3 separate regions of the Zea mays genome follow, and all the other regions are linked to region 3. The links are chromatin contacts, called in public Hi-C maps. All regions are on one chromosome and are shown on one strand. The core of a region is the stretch at or near the end of the contact, and the rest is flanking DNA. Distances in the headings are between cores, read along the strand shown. Region 1 has its middle 81 kb from the start of LOC103650113. Region 2 has its middle 44 kb from the start of LOC103650113. Region 3 holds the start of LOC100280285 (pectinesterase).

Evidence for each region. A called contact is a pair of places that touch in the nucleus more often than the background predicts.
Region 1: a Hi-C map of ear shows a contact between it and region 3, with 2.2 times the contacts expected there. The contact joins the enhancer-like site here to the promoter of LOC100280285 in region 3. A contact is called at or near these places in 6 of 25 Hi-C or Micro-C datasets (bundle sheath, ear, endosperm and 2 more).
Region 2: a contact with region 3 is called in a Hi-C map of leaf, with 3 times the contacts expected there. The contact joins the enhancer-like site here to the promoter of LOC100280285 in region 3. A contact is called at or near these places in 7 of 25 Hi-C or Micro-C datasets (bundle sheath, ear, leaf and 1 more) and 1 of 3 datasets of contacts at active chromatin or transcription factors (leaf).

The regions. Positions count from the first base shown.
Region 1 is chr3:56,608,971-56,611,863 of Zm-B73-REFERENCE-NAM-5.0, reverse strand. No RefSeq gene overlaps it. Among protein-coding and RNA genes, the nearest start is that of LOC103650113, 81 kb to the right of the region's middle. Within about 2 kb of position 1,618, at least 16 of the 20 cell types and tissues checked have an H3K27ac peak or open chromatin away from gene starts, as enhancers often do. A contact at or near this core is called in bundle sheath, ear, leaf and 1 more, where this site is marked.
Region 2 is chr3:56,571,813-56,575,083 of Zm-B73-REFERENCE-NAM-5.0, reverse strand. No RefSeq gene overlaps it. Among protein-coding and RNA genes, the nearest start is that of LOC103650113, 44 kb to the right of the region's middle. Within about 2 kb of position 1,288, at least 18 of the 20 cell types and tissues checked have an H3K27ac peak or open chromatin away from gene starts, as enhancers often do. A contact at or near this core is called in bundle sheath, ear, leaf and 1 more, where this site is marked.
Region 3 is chr3:56,808,723-56,811,727 of Zm-B73-REFERENCE-NAM-5.0, reverse strand. LOC100280285 (pectinesterase) reads right to left here and starts at 1,628. Exons shown (of 2, transcript NM_001153213.1): 1 at 502-1,628. The coding sequence starts at 1,501.

The sequences.
Region 1 (2,893 bases), core at 369-2,868, 200 kb after region 3:
CCTAGGTGTTGATGATATGAGACTATCCTCCCAACACCCTTATGAACATTTGTGTAAAGTTTGAGATCAATCGAAATTGATTTGAGTCGGTTTATATCTTTGGATCAAATTTTCCAAGGTGCAGTTCTTCAATATCGGATGGTCCAATATAAATACCTTAACGTTTCGATCTGATTTTTTGTGAGCATTTTCCCTATGGTGTGTGAGTCTATGGTTTAAATTTCATGAATTTTAGATACCATTTGATAGGGTTTTAAGATTTTCTCACAAAACTGCTCATGCTGAAAACTATTACGTTGAGCTCTCATGGGGGAGACAGATATTCGTACAGGAGGATCCGGTATAGTATAGCATCCCGAGGAGGTCCATTTTACTCGGCATTTTGTGAGCTTATTCTCTTGTTCTTATCCTTATTATCTTTTTCAGTCTTTTCTGTTGCATCTCTGTGATTCTCTTGATTACATCTATCCACTGTTTGGCACATGTACTTCCCACGGTGCTTTTGTTGTACGCGAGCGCTTTGGGATTTAAATTGAGACAATGGACGGAATCAAAAGAGAATTGGATTAGGCTCATATTCACCTCTTTTTGCTCGTCTCCTTCAATGAATAGTAGGTGCAGTTACTAGCGATATAGCACTAGAAACAAACAGTGGTGGACCCAGAAATCTTTGAGAGCGTAGACAAAGATATATTACTTATACTATAAACATATAGCTTTGCCTAATCTTTACCTACATTTAACTATAATTTACTACTTGCTACATGTGTATAGATACATTAGCGCTAATAAAGGAGTCCGTCACTGGAAAGTGGAAACAAGCACTTTAATAGTTCCAAATAAAGCATCATCAAATAGACTACATATTTTAGAAAAGCTCTGGTATTGGAATCTTTTCTTTCTGCTTCAAATGAATCAGTTTAGCTTTTTGGGTAAATAAGTCTTCTGAAATTCAAAGAGAAAATTAAAGAGAAACTATTTAAAAATCAGTTTGATGGGCTCTTTGGCTAACCAAAAATAATTTTGTTTTTAAGAGAAAAACGATCTATTCCCCGTTGCAGGTTATGTATGCTATTTCCTACTGGCTCCGTGCATGGACGGTGCTGCAGAAGGCGGACCAGCAAGCTACGGTTGTGGTGGCTACGTGTTTCTTGGGGCAGGTGGCTAAGGTCTTTTTTTTCAAGCTTATTGATGACAATCTAGTGGTCGGATTGGTTGTCACTGGAGTGTGTGCTACTTTTGTTTAGGTTGTATGCTTATTGATGAGTAGAGGCGGGAAGAAATTTTAATTCTTTATATCAAGTTGATGCGACACTTTGAAATTAATAAAGTCTTACTTATAAAAAAATCAGTTTAATGGTCAACTTTGTCTAGTTCCTACGTTTCGACAGTAAAACATTGCTGGTTTTTTTACTTGTGTGGGCGAAAACAAATGTAGGCACAAGAAGCTTAACTAAAGAAGTATATCAGCGAATGGGATCTACCTACTGATGGGTCCAGACCAGAATGCTGATATAGCCGCATTAGCTGGATGTATTTATTTGGCCATATATAGCCGCTGCTGACCACGTGGACCGCGCTGCCGACGCGCTCCTGCATACACTTGTAGTCTGCGGAGCAGGTGAGCAGCAAAGCATGGCTCGTGCAGGCCCATCTGATCCGACTAGTAGATTATTGGGACGACGACTTCAATTTGCGCATGAATTGTGCGCGGTCCCACTGTAGTCAAATTCCTCTCTGGATTCGATTCCCGGCCTGCCCCAGAGTAACGCGGTTTGTCGCGCGCCGCTAGATCGGATTCTCTTCCACGGTGCGGTCCCGTCTCGTCGGTTTAAATTATAATTAAGACATGCATTCTTTATTTTTAATGTAAAATATTTTTACTTATACATATTGTTAGATTTAATAAATTATTATGCGTACATCAAAATAAATATATTTATACAATGATTGATCTCTAGACAATGTAATTATTTATTTTTATCATTAAATAGTACACGAAAACATCATCATGTGTAGGTTTAATGGGTCCCACAGGGAACAGAGATGGGGAATACTTCTCCGTCCCCATCCCCGTTTACCCATCAAGAGAAGAATTTTCTCCATATACATCCTCGTGGGGAAACAAACTTCCCCATCCCCGTCCTCCAATGGAGGAATTCCCCGCGGGGAATCGGGGATCGAACCCCATTGTCATCTCTACCTGGAAGCCACATCACATTCGGCTCCCTTGACTTCCTCGCCATCGTCACTGACGAACTCCGCCTCATCGATCTCGACATTCCTGTCACCACAGTCGCAGAACCCACATGCTCCACCAGGAGCAAGACAGAGAAGCGGCACCTTAATCGGCTCGCCGCCGCCATCAAGCAGCAGGCAATAGGAGCCTCGTCTTCAACACTCGTGGCTGTTATTAGCCACCAACCAACATACGTACTCGACCTGATCGAGGAAGACTCGAGCCACGGCTCGACTGAGTCCGACTCTGACGCCGACGATGTGGCTGAAAGGGTCTGTTTCGTGGCAACACTGCCACAGAACGGCAATGGGGGAGGGGACGAGGAGTCCCCTAACCAGGAAGAAGAGTACCAGCACAAATGCTAGGCGCGCATCCTCGCCCGCAATGCCACCCTCCATCACTGGGAGGAGCTCGACACCCTCGTCCGTAAACTCGATCGGGTTTACGACTACATCGAGCGGAAGCGCCTTGGGCCAAGAAGCCTCAGGCGAGGAAGGTCTGTGACCAGCTCGTCGAGGGCCACAACGAGGCGCAGTACTTCCTCAACCTTGGTCAGAATATGGTCACGAAAACCATGATGCTTCGGTCCATCCCCGAGCCTCGATGAACCAGAGGCAAGGGCGTGTATCAAAACCTCTGCAACTTAGTGGAGAA
Region 2 (3,271 bases), core at 39-2,538, 240 kb after region 3:
CACATAGACACAATTCATTAATCATTAGTTTAATTCATAGACCATAGATACCTCATATATATATAACATGTTAATCAATTATTCTGTAAATGATATGCATATAGTTTCATTTTGCTGGAATATGATAGCTCGTTTAGCTCGCGAACTGGCTCGTTAACGAACCGAGCTAGGATGTCAGCTCAGCTCGTGAAAAAATTCAAACGAGCTGATCCGAGCCGAGCTAAGCTGACTATAAACCGAGCGAGCCAGCGAGTAACGAGTATTTTGTCCAGCTCTAATTGCTGTCTATAACTGACGAGAGGGTTCGGGTCCACATCTCGGATACCTCGTTTATCAACAAGCCGCACTCGCTCGTCGCTTCTACTCCGGCCGCACTTCTGCATCGATGGGCCGCGCTCGTATAGATGTGGGCCGCTCGCACTTACGTGTGGTTGGCATACCACTTCACGCCGACTGGTCCCATGTGAAAATTTGTGCAGTCCGCACGTGTAATACTTTAGCTTGGCTGCGAAGGATCGATGTGACGATATGAGTAGGGCTGGATATTGAGATAGCTGACTTGGTTTAGCTTATTCGAGTTCGAACTGTCTTGTTAAAATAACGAGCTGGTTCGGCTCGGCTCGTTAAGCTAATGAGCCACAGAGTCAGTTTGACTCGGTTTGTTTAGCTCGCGAGCCACAACAGAAAAAAAAAATAATATATGTAATAATCAAGTTCTAGTTAAATCCAAACCAATTTAATGATAGAAATTAGTAATTATACTCATAGTTTCTTAGACCACAACTCATCAATTCATCATTAACTCACAATTCACACACATGTTCATCCATTTAATCCACAGTCATATTCGCACATACCAATTTAACACATGGATATTAGTTCATCAATTGTCAGTTTAACTCACAGTCCATAGACACCACACATACATATAACATATTTATCGTTTTGTTGAAATGTGATAGCTCGTTTAGCTCGTAATAAGCTGGCTTGTTAACAAATTGAGTTGGTCCGTTAATGAACCGAGCTAAGATGATGTTAACTCAGGTCGTGAAAAAATTCAAATGAATCGATTCGAGCCAACAAATCAGACTGACTATAAATCGAACGAGCTGATGAGCCACGAGTATTTGGTCTAACCCTAGACATCGGCTTGGATCGTTTCGGCTGGAGACCTTTTTCTAAGGCCCAAGAGACTATAAGCCCAGTTTATACAAGTATGAGAGGTCCAGAAAGCAAGTGTGTTGGCTAGGTGAGTCCGTCAGCCATGGCCGGCTACGTACGCCTAGTCTAGCACTCTAGCGGGACGTCGAAAACGACAAGCATGATCCAACTCCAACTCTCCAAGACGAGGAGCGTGTGTAGTGCAGTGCGCCGGTGCCAGATTAACCGGCGGCTCGCGTGTGGAACGCGCAGCGCAGACTCCTCTCATTCTCTGCTCCCTAGGGTGTCCTAGTGGATGATAAGCCGGGCTCCCACTGCTGTGCTGCCTAAACTAAACTGAGTATGTAAGACCATGGTTAAAGCCTCTAAATCTAATAGTTAGCTGCTAAAATTAGCTATAAACTTTACAAAACACTCCTAACTAATTGTTAATGGTTAGCTCACCCAGCTAGTTTATTAGCTGGCTTAACTCAGTTAATTAATATATTAATTTATTAGTTAGCTAACAATTAGCTCTTGAGGATTCAAGCAGGGTCTAAATTACTTCTTTTAGTTCTAATTTAGTGATGTGATAGTAAAAGAACTCATTACTTTACTGGAGAAATTGTCTTGAATATTGATTGAGAATCGGCTATAGTATTATATTATATTTTCAATCATCTATACAATAAGGACCGAAGAAAAGTATCACTACTTTTCTAGAGAAAGTGTATTCAATATTGGTTAAGAATTGACTATAATATTAAATTTGTAACCAACACTATACAACTAGGACTAAATTATAAATTTACTCCTTTTGTGCACAAATGTTTGTCACTAAGGTATTCGTGCCGGTCAAACTTTCTTAAGTTCAACTAGATTTATAGGATATATTAGCAACATTTGTATCTTCGAATAATTTTATTACAAAAATAGATTCAAAGATCTATCTAATGATACTGACTATTAATATTTTCTTATATTAATATAGTCAAAGTTAAAATGTTTAACTTCTCGAAAAGTGAGAACGACCAACATTTATTGATGGAGGATGTATTGTCTAACACACATGCACATTACAAGTCAAAGTCATATGAATTTTGCATAAAATATGTACACATGTGTGCTAGAATTCAAATACTTATGGCTTCGAATATTCCCTCTTTACCATTCTACATTTTTGGTTAGAAATGAGATATTTTTTATTTTAACTAAAAAGAGTCTTTAACATCGGTTAGTAACAATTAATGCCACTAAATGATACTAAAAGATTTTTGGAACCATATCTATACCAGTCGATATAAAAATCTCGCTATCTGTTCTAATTCAACCGGGACATCCATAACAATGCTTCTCTTGTTTTCTAATCTAACTAAGCGCCATCATATCGATCGGGTCAAGAACCACGCCCTCCCTGTTTCATCCGGCCGTTGTCAGACGTTGTTGGCACGTACCGACGACCAAGCCATTGCCATGCATCCCAGCTTTGCTGAACGTGGATTGTGGACACTACATGCATTCTCTGACCGGCCGAACTCTTGCCGCGTCTCGATCACTCGGTTTCCTATTCCTTGGCCTCCGCGCTTGCTTTGCTGCCCGGACAGGCAGCATGCGCCAGTAGCGTAGGGCGACCGGGCCAGCCGTATTGCACATCGCGTGTGGCCGCGCGCTTCAGCTGTCATTCACCCCCACAAACTGTGGCCCGTTTCTCCACTTGTTTCTGAATTCCGACGCCCTGGATGTCGTCGACTGGGTTTGCACAGAGCATGTCGTAACAGATAGTAGTAGACCACTGACATTCCAGGCACATGCAGCTGCAACTTGAGTGACATTTGGAGACTGGAGATCGAATATATGCCAGTTTGACAGCTCTTTCAACCTCCATTTTCGGGTCAACCTCTATATTACATGTATTGGCGATAAGCCTTTGCCAAAGATCCTCAAACTGATGAGTTTCGCTGTTTTGAGCCTATTATTTTAGGGACGATAAGGCAACCTCCAATCCAAAGCTTCCGCAAACTAGAGGGAGGAAATGATAGCTTCATCATCAAAAGCCAATTACAGTATCTTGACGCATAGCCGAAATCTAATCCTCTTGACCCAACTTCGAACATATGCCTTGATGCGAGAA
Region 3 (3,005 bases), core at 379-2,878:
CGGTGGGGTAGACCGGCGGTGGTGGTGCTATTTGGACCAGCGCAGCAGCAAAAGCTGCACATGTGCTTGCTGCCACTCGTGGCAGAAATTTAGCAGCCCGTGAAATACCATGCCAACACAGGCAATATACTTACAGTACTTAGGAGCTAAGATATACTCCTGTATGCATGCTTCCTCCTATACTTTTATACTCTCTATCTCTCTTTTACGGTAACTTTATGCAGTTGTTCTACGCCCCCCCCCCCCCCCCCCCCCCAAAAAAAAAAAAATTCTTCCCTGACTTTTCGCTCCGAGATAAAAAAAATTTCAGGACAGAGTAGCGAGTGGGTGCTGCCCACTAGTACAAACACTGCATGCGCTTTTGCAATGATGAACTGGTGAATTGGATTCGGGTGTCAACACAACAGGCAGTACCGGATCGGGTCGTTTAATTTAATGCGCGATGCGATGCGAGCAATTAGAATGTAATTAAGCACTCAAACATAGTAGCAGTGTACTTACCGACTGTGGCCGAGCGGAAGGTGGTGTAGCCGTCGACGACGTTGCGGCTGGCCTTGATGACGGTCTTGCCGATGCCGTCGCCGACGAACATGAGGTTGACGTGCTTCTTCCCGACCTCCACGTTCTCCATGTACGCGCCGGCCTTAATGTAGATCACGTGCCGCTTCTTCGAGTTGGTGGGGGCGGCTGCCACGGCCGCCGCCACCGTCGTGTAGTCCCCGCTGCCGTCCTTGGCCACCACCGCGTCGGCGGCAACGGCCGACGCCGGGGCCTGCAGCAGGCGCCGGTCCCCGGGACGCACCCACCGGGGGAACCCCTTCACCATCTGCCCGTACCCCGTGAACGGCTGCCGCGGCGGCGCTGGCGCCGCTGAGGCGCCGGCGCCGGGCAGCTTCTTGGCCATGGCCAGCGAGTTGCTCACCATGCGGGACACGTGGTGGAAGGTCGGCTCGATGTAGCGCCGCACGCGCCCGCCGCTCTGGTACGCGAAGCCGTCGAGGCAGGTGTACTGGTTGGTGATGGCCGCCGAAAGCACCGTCATCACGTGCTCCATCGTCGCGCGCCTGGCGCCCTGCGACACGCCCGCCGACGCCGACCCCCTGCCGGCGGGGGACGCCAGGTCGGCGGTGCTGGCGCGGAGCTCGTCCATCGTGGTGGACAGCAGCTCCAGGCAGTCGTTGATGGCCAGGCGGTCCCGCGCCGACAGGGACCTGTCCTGCAGGTAGTACGAGCAGTTGCTGGACGTGGCGACCACCACGTCCTCGGTGCGGTTCACGGCCGCGCAGATGACGTCCGGGAGCGGCTTCTTGTGTAGGTCCGGGATGTCCGCGAGTGTCGACAGGCAGAGCTCCGGGTACAGCGTGCCGTCGCAGTGCGCGGCGGCGGCGGACTCCGCGGACGGGTAGAAGGGGACGGTGCCGGCGGCGGTGGCGGCGGTGGCAGCGCATGCGACAATTAGGAGGACCAGGAGATGCTCGCCTCTCTTGGGTATGGGTGGCATTGTGTCCTTGTCTGTGGCAGCTCGCTCTAGTGTGCAGTGGAGAGAGCTGCAGCCTGCAGGCCTGAATGGCTGATAGATAGATAGATTGCGGATTTGGTGTTTGCACTTCCCACGAGAGGTTTATGCAATGCAATGCACAATGCAATGCATCTCTATGTAGAGAGGCCCTACCTATATATGTGCAGCAAGTAGGAGCCTTTCGTGTCGGTGTTGGAATTGGAACCGAGATCCGCCGGACTCGCCAAAAATAAGGGATGGTCTTTAGTCACTTGTCAGTTAATGGACAACAAATTAAAGGAATGCTACATTGCTACTGGAGTAGAGTATACTGGAGTTCGCTAGCTCATTGTTCTGTTGTCATCTGAACCAGAGTCCAGAGGTTGACATGCTCAACCATGGTGGCTGGCTGTTTGCTAGGTATGTTGTTGTCTGCAGTTCAAAGCTATTAGCCTTAATAAATAACTTTTCTTTGCCATGAGCTGTAGCAAGTGAAAGAAGGGGGAAACTGGTAACTTACCTGCACTGCTTTGTGCTGTGCTGTGCTATGCTGGACAAATAATGAAGGACAATTTTCAGCAAGGCTGTGTGCCTAGGACAACAATTGAAATAGGCACTCCGAGCAAGCTTGCCCCCACCCATCAGCATAAATTATCTTATGGCATTAGCCGAATCATGCCAAGACGTCTATAAAAATAGCCTAGACCCCTAGAAATTGGGTTTCGGGGCATGACGGCGGCTACAACTGCTTGAGGCGCGAGCGGTGGCTGGACATCAACGGCGGCTTTATGTGGCGCGAGACGCGAGCGGCGGTGTGAGGCACGAGCGGCGGACCGAGGCAACGTCAGTGAGCGGCGGCCCTAGGTGACATCGGCGAGCAGCTCCCCAAGACGCGAGCGTCATGGCGGCCTCAACTGCACAAGGCACGAGCGGCGGCAACCGCCCGACGCCGAGCGGCGACGCGAGTGTATACGGCGGCCATGGCCCGATGCCGAGCGGCGATGGTGACGGTGACCGCCCGTGACAGCATCTAAAGACGATGATCTCCTCTGATCCGGCGTGTCTCGGGCATCCTTTGACAAAGACCACATTCGATCTGGTGGCTTCAGAGATGTTCGCCAATCCGGTGGCGTTAGGGTCGTCGTCCAGCGTCGTTCTCCCACCGATCCGCGTTTATGCCTTCCATGATTATGTTGTATGCACACTATTTATGCATTCTATTGGGAATTTTTATGATGATGAATACAACGTCTCTCACGTGGCTTCGATTTTTTATGGTAACCACCTAAATTCACGCACATTTGTTACGGGGATGTCAAACGTGATATCACACTGACCATTATTATAACATTGTGGATTTTTATGCTTACCAATGTCAATATTTATGCTTAAAATTAGGATGTTTATGCTCAAACATGTGGATGCGTCCACCAATGTCCCGCATGCATATTTTTTGCATGCACAGTAAAAAGGGAATCCCTTAATTTATGGTGTTCGTAAATGCCAT